Linked DNA regions of Mus musculus: region 1 is linked to region 2. Evidence: chromatin contacts called from public Hi-C data. All regions are on one chromosome and are shown on one strand. Each heading gives the region's core, a stretch centred on a gene start, on an enhancer-like site or on the middle of the called end of the contact. The rest is flanking DNA. Distances are from core to core; before and after follow the strand shown. Region 1 overlaps Grik4 (glutamate receptor, ionotropic, kainate 4). Region 2 overlaps Grik4 (glutamate receptor, ionotropic, kainate 4).

Evidence for each region. A called contact is a pair of places that touch in the nucleus more often than the background predicts.
Region 1: a Hi-C map of cerebellum shows a contact between it and region 2, with 1.7 times the contacts expected there. The contact joins two enhancer-like sites. A contact is called at or near these places in 6 of 484 Hi-C or Micro-C datasets (B cells, cerebellum, cortical neurons and 3 more) and 2 of 9 other capture datasets (adipose tissue and embryonic stem cells).

Annotation. Positions count from the first base shown.
Region 1 is chr9:42,801,751-42,804,538 of GRCm38.p6, reverse strand. All of the region lies in intron 3 of Grik4 (glutamate receptor, ionotropic, kainate 4), which reads left to right. Among named protein-coding and RNA genes, the nearest start is that of Gm36590, 130 kb to the right of the region's middle. Within about 2 kb of position 1,253, at least 36 of the 459 cell types and tissues checked have an H3K27ac peak or open chromatin away from gene starts, as enhancers often do. A contact at or near this core is called in cerebellum, where this site is marked.
Region 2 is chr9:42,572,099-42,574,798 of GRCm38.p6, reverse strand. The region is part of intron 13 of Grik4 (glutamate receptor, ionotropic, kainate 4); the gene reads left to right. Among named protein-coding and RNA genes, the nearest start is that of Gm36590, 100 kb to the left of the region's middle. Within about 2 kb of position 1,373, at least 32 of the 459 cell types and tissues checked have an H3K27ac peak or open chromatin away from gene starts, as enhancers often do. A contact at or near this core is called in cerebellum, where this site is marked.

The DNA.
Region 1 (2,788 bases), core at 4-2,503, 230 kb before region 2:
GTGACCCTCAATCCTTTGCAGAGAATGTCTAACCTAGAGCATTCAAATGTTATCAAGATGAAGCTAACAGGAGGATTGGGGGGGGGGGGAGACCAGTGCGAAGAATAAAGCCACTGGTTACTGATCTCATCCGCTGTGTATGAAATCTATTGGGCACACTGAGACAAACCTACTGCCGATTTCTTAGCCTTGTAGAGGATTCACCATGGGGTATTTTGAGTAGTGAGTTCCCCTCCTAATGTTACAACATGATTTGATTTATGAAAGTCTGATCATTGTGCAACTTTTCTTCTTTATTCCAAATTGAATCAGTTAGGTAAACAATCAGCCAGTATTTCACCATAGTGGCAAATAGATATTGATGACCCTTCATGTGTCACCTGGACAGGGGACACAAGGAAGCCTTTGGACCACAATCTCTTCTTTGGTGAGCATCTCAAGGGAGTCTGTGTCTGTCTGATTCATGCGTTTCCTCTCAGGATCTAGTCTTGACTGCAGGGCCAGGCTTTCCCACCATCTGCTGAATGGGTAATATATGGCAAAGTTTGAATTTTGAGCCACCCTTTCAGTGTTCCAATGCTCCCCCTGCCAGGGTGAGACCATGCCCAAGCATGGCATCCCATTTGCCTGCTAGCCCACAAGACGTAATTAGGAAAAGTGTAGTGTGAATGTGAAATGTTCCCAGAGTGTGTTTGAACTCTTGGTTGACAGCTGGTGATGTTGTTTTGGAAGGCCACAAAACCTTTAAGAGGTGGAGCCTCACCGAAGAATGAGGGAGGGCCACTGAGCAAGGGTCTGGAGGCTTTATACCCCAGCCTCACCTCTTAGCTACTAGTTTTCTGAGTGTGAATGTACTGGCCCTCTGCTCTATGCTCTTGTGGATTGCATCCTCCTCAGCTGGGAGCCACAATAAACCCTTTGTTCCTCAAGTTGCTTCCTGCCACTTATTTGGTCACAGTAATGAGGCAAGAGACTAATACAGAAAATGAGTATTTTGCCTCCAAAGTGAATGTGTGTTTCTGTAAATGCACTTGCATTCAGATCCTAGACGACTGACTCCCTCTATCTTGCTTCTGGACCCACCCACTTGAACCTACACACTTTGGGGTGGATATGGGAGCTGGCAGGAGTTGGAGAGCTATCTAGGTCAGTGTGCCCAGTGAAGTCATCGGCCAAGATGACACAACTCTCCAACTGGTAACGTTGGTGCCATGGTTTGCAGTGAATAGAGTGTTCTGATGTGTTTACTGGGTTTCTAGGAGACAGGCAGAAGGGGGCATGTGCTGTGAGGAGGAGTCCAAGGCTCTCAGGATTTGTGGCTTATCCAGGATTCTACCAAAGTAAATGGTAAAGTCAGAGGATATGAACTGAGCAGAATCTGAGGGTGTCACAGTCTGAGACAGCCTTTTGGCAGCACATTCCCTGTGGCCAAGATCCAAAAGCTTCCAGAGGCCAGAATGCTGCTGTCTGGACCTCACAGAGGAGTAGGCAAATCATGGCAGTGACCATTAGTAACTGAGGCTTCTCTATAATTTTTCTCAGCATATTGTGACGAGTCTTTGGGGCTGGGCATTGGCAAAGGTTACAGTGCAGAAGCATCGGAGGTGAGACGTAGGGCCCTGATTCTGTAACTGCGAACTGTGGATGATGGAGTTGGTTTCAATATCATTTGGGTGTGTGGCTGCCTATGTTTATTTGTTCTGGAATGGTCTGGCTTCCCTGCCTGGGACTCGAGTTCATTTTGTCTGGCTGTGATGATATCCACTCCTCAGCTGGATACATCAAGGTCTAGCCCTGCCTGAGGAAGTGACCGGTACACTTGTTAGTCACCACTGGGTTGAGCTGGGAGCACACGGTACTGAAAGAATCTTATCAGAATTTCAAAAACCTGTCTTCAGCTCCATGAAATGGCTTGCAGAGCCCTAGGATGTGGACTGAGTCATTTGTACATTGTATTTGAGGGAAAGGGGGTGGGCTTCTGGAAACTATGAAGAGAGATCTTTGTTTCCACATTTAAAAAAGTCTATCTGGCAGATGGAATGGGCATTTTGGGTACCAGGTGACCATGAGAGGTTTAACAGGGATTTCAGCATCAAATTGAAGATTTCACCTGTCACCCTTAGGACCCTTAGGGTGTGACAGTTTAGTTAGCCTTTGGTCCCATTTGCACATGGAAGACACTTCTGTTTCATTGTGGTTTCATTAATAACCATTAACAAGAGCTTAAATTGAGACAGTCACCTGCCTAATTAAAGCCATGACCCTACTTGGCTCCAGTTGCTTGGGGGAAATCAGGTAAGACATGCTAGCAGGCAGATCTTGTTTTGTGATACAGTCCAGACTCTCTGGGGGCGTCCTTTCTCCTTGTGGCTGTGGCTGTGTGGTGGGTGGGAGAAGCAGCTGCTAGATCTTAGCTGAGTGCTCGCGTGGTGCGAGTCTGAGTCGGTGGGATGCACTCATGAACGCCAGCAAAACCTGAACATTCCTCTCGTAGCCTCTCGGCTCAGCTGCAGGCAAGACCGCAGTCACATTTAACTCTCATTAGTCTGGATAAGCAGACACACGTCCCCCGCAGGGTTTATGGAAGCTGCTGGGGGCACTCACAGGGCATCAGGATGCTGTAGACAAGCCAAGAGGCTTCCCAACAGCCGCTCTTGCAGATGGGTATTTCTTCTCACTTGGTGGCTGGTCAGCTCCTAGAAGACTGAGTTGATGGCGCCTAGCTAGGCTACAAAATGACAAAGAGAATTGTGGAGAGAACCCAGGCTAATCCAGGCCTAACTTTTCA
Region 2 (2,700 bases), core at 124-2,623:
ACTTGCCATGCCACTCATGAGCCTGCACTCACACATGGAAATGCACATACACACATGTACAACAGAGAGAGAGAGAGAGAGAGAGAGAGAGAGAGAGAGAGAGAGAGAGAGAGAGAGAGGAGGCAGAGGGACACAGAGACAGAGAGGGACAGGGTGTTCAGAGGAAATAGGTCTAGTTTGAGGCAGAGCATTGGACTGTATGCTGGCAGAGCTTTGGTTCAGGCACATGTCTATCTGAGCACAAACAGCAGGAAGGAGCACAGTGAACAGACACCTGTCAGGGGACATCAAAAGTTAACACTGTCTTCTCAGTCCCCCCCACCCAGCTCAGACCCTGTGCCCTATGGCTTCACCCTCAAGCGACGAGCTAGCCCCTTCTCCCCACAGCCCGCAATCATTCTTCCGATCTGTCCTCGCAGGCCAGTCACCGAGCCCTGTGCCCAGCCAAGTAAATATTTCATAGGGATTTTAATTTAACTCTAAGGGAATCCATCCAACCCTGAGAATAGACTGTCACCTCAAGAAATAGCACCAGGGATGACTTGGACCTAGAGATGACATTGCCACTCCCCCAATGAATGCTAATGGGTCTCTGGCATCTGCCTCCCCCAGCACCACTGTGACAGGCTGGGCACAGTGAGCAGGCGTGTGAAGAGTGGCTGGGGCTCTCTCTGAATGGAAGCTTTCCGGGGAGCAGGCTTAGGGAGGAGGTTGGGAGAGGTGAGAAAACCTGTACAGATGACTGAACTGAGCATAAATTGTGTGTGTGTGTGTGTGTGTGTGTGTGTGTGCTAGCGCGCCTATACAGGTGACCAAAACTAGACACAATTGTATTCCCTTATCCTTCAGGAACAGCCAAGAGATGGGCTCCCTGTCTAAGCCACTGGGCAGGGACACGCAACGTTTGCGGATGCCATGTGACTGCTAGGCATTTTCCCTGACCACCCCTGGTGGGTGGCGTGGGCATCCATCCTGATGATGCAAACAGGACGCTGTGCTATTATGGAGTGTAAGTGATGACTTCCCAGGCACACAAAAGCCAGCAGTGGCCGGCCGTGAGTCCCTGGCTCCGTCAGAGTCCGTGCCTCCCTGCTCTGAGACTCCAGTTCCCTGGGCATCTGCATAGATGGGGATGGCGGGAGAAAGGCCTGCATGCAGCAGATGAAAAGATTGAAAGACAGAAGTGTGCAGATTCTCATCTGGAGTGGGTGGAGATGCTTTGCTAATTAACCTGGCTGAGCAGCAGAGAACTTGGCACGGAGAGCCCGGGGGTGGGGGTGGAGGGGCAGCTTCAGCACGGAGCAGGCCCTGTGGTTGGCTCCTGGCTTAGCCCAGACCTGCCTACTCTGTCCCTTCCAGAAGTGTAATTAGCACCCTGCTGACAATTGCTCTGGCCAGTAAGGACCTGGGTTCCCTGCTAATGCTATCCTGGACATTAGGGGTTCATGATTAGCGAGTGGGGTGTGCGCCCTCTAGTGGGGTTTCAAGTCACTTGACCTGATGAACAGAGAGAGGCACACTAGACTCTGCCTTCTCTCCTTCAGTGACTGAGAGAGAGATGGGAGGGCTGGCTCCTGAAAAGATGAAAACTTCGAATGGTCCTGAGGATGGGTGGTGTTGATGGCTGGATATTCACATGTTGATTATGTAACTGGATTCAGAGAGGAATGGCGTCTAGACTTTGGTCCAGGGGTTACTCAGCAGGGGAGAGGGGAGAGGAGAGAATACACATCATTTCATTAGACAGACACCAGTGTTCAGGGGACCAGTGAGTGGACACTGGTTGCACAGGCAGGATGGACGATGTGGCTGGGAGTCTCAGGAAACTTGCCTTTTCTGCCCCTTTTGTGGGATTTGAGGGAGTATACATGGTCTCTCAATATAACCCTAGCAATCCTGGAACTTACTCTGTAGACCAGGCTGGCCTTGGACATGAAGAAATCCACCTGCCTCTGCTTCCCAAGTGCTGAGGTTAAAACTATGCATCTAGCACACCCAGCTCACAGGAAATGTCTCAAGAAAAAGCATAAAACCAAGAGACTTGAAGGTTCACTCATGTAATTCCAGCACCTAGGAGGCTGAGGCAGGAGGATTGTGAGTTCAAGGGCAGCCTTGTGATACATAGTGAGATTTTTCTATTTAAAAACAAAACAAAATAAAACAGCAACAACAAAGCCTCACTGTCATGGTGCAAAGGTGAATTTTTCTAGAAAAGAAAAAACAATATTAATGACCATTTGTTAAAGTTATACTATATGCTAAGCACTGTGCTTCCAGTACAGAGTGTGCAATTTCCCTTAGCCTTAAGGGATCCCTAGTTGGCCATTGTTATTGCTAAGCACCGTGCTTCACTCACAAGATGTACAATCTTAAGTAGCCTTAAAGGATCCCGAGTCAGCCATTGTTATCTCATGGTAAAGTGAGAAGTGGGCATGGGGAAGCCATGAGGGTTTACTAAAGTCACAAGGCCAGTCTGGTCTAAAAAGCAAGTTCCAGGACAGCCAGGATTAGGTTGAGAGATTCTGAACACTTACTGTCCCAACCCAGAAAAACAAAAACAAAAACAAAAACAAACAAACAAACAAAGAGAGCAGAGAAAGCTCCACCCACATCGGCCATCCTGCCTGTCCCCTGAGTACTGGCATCTGTCTAATAATGAAATGATGTGTACACACTGTCCACCCTCTTCCCTGTTCAGTA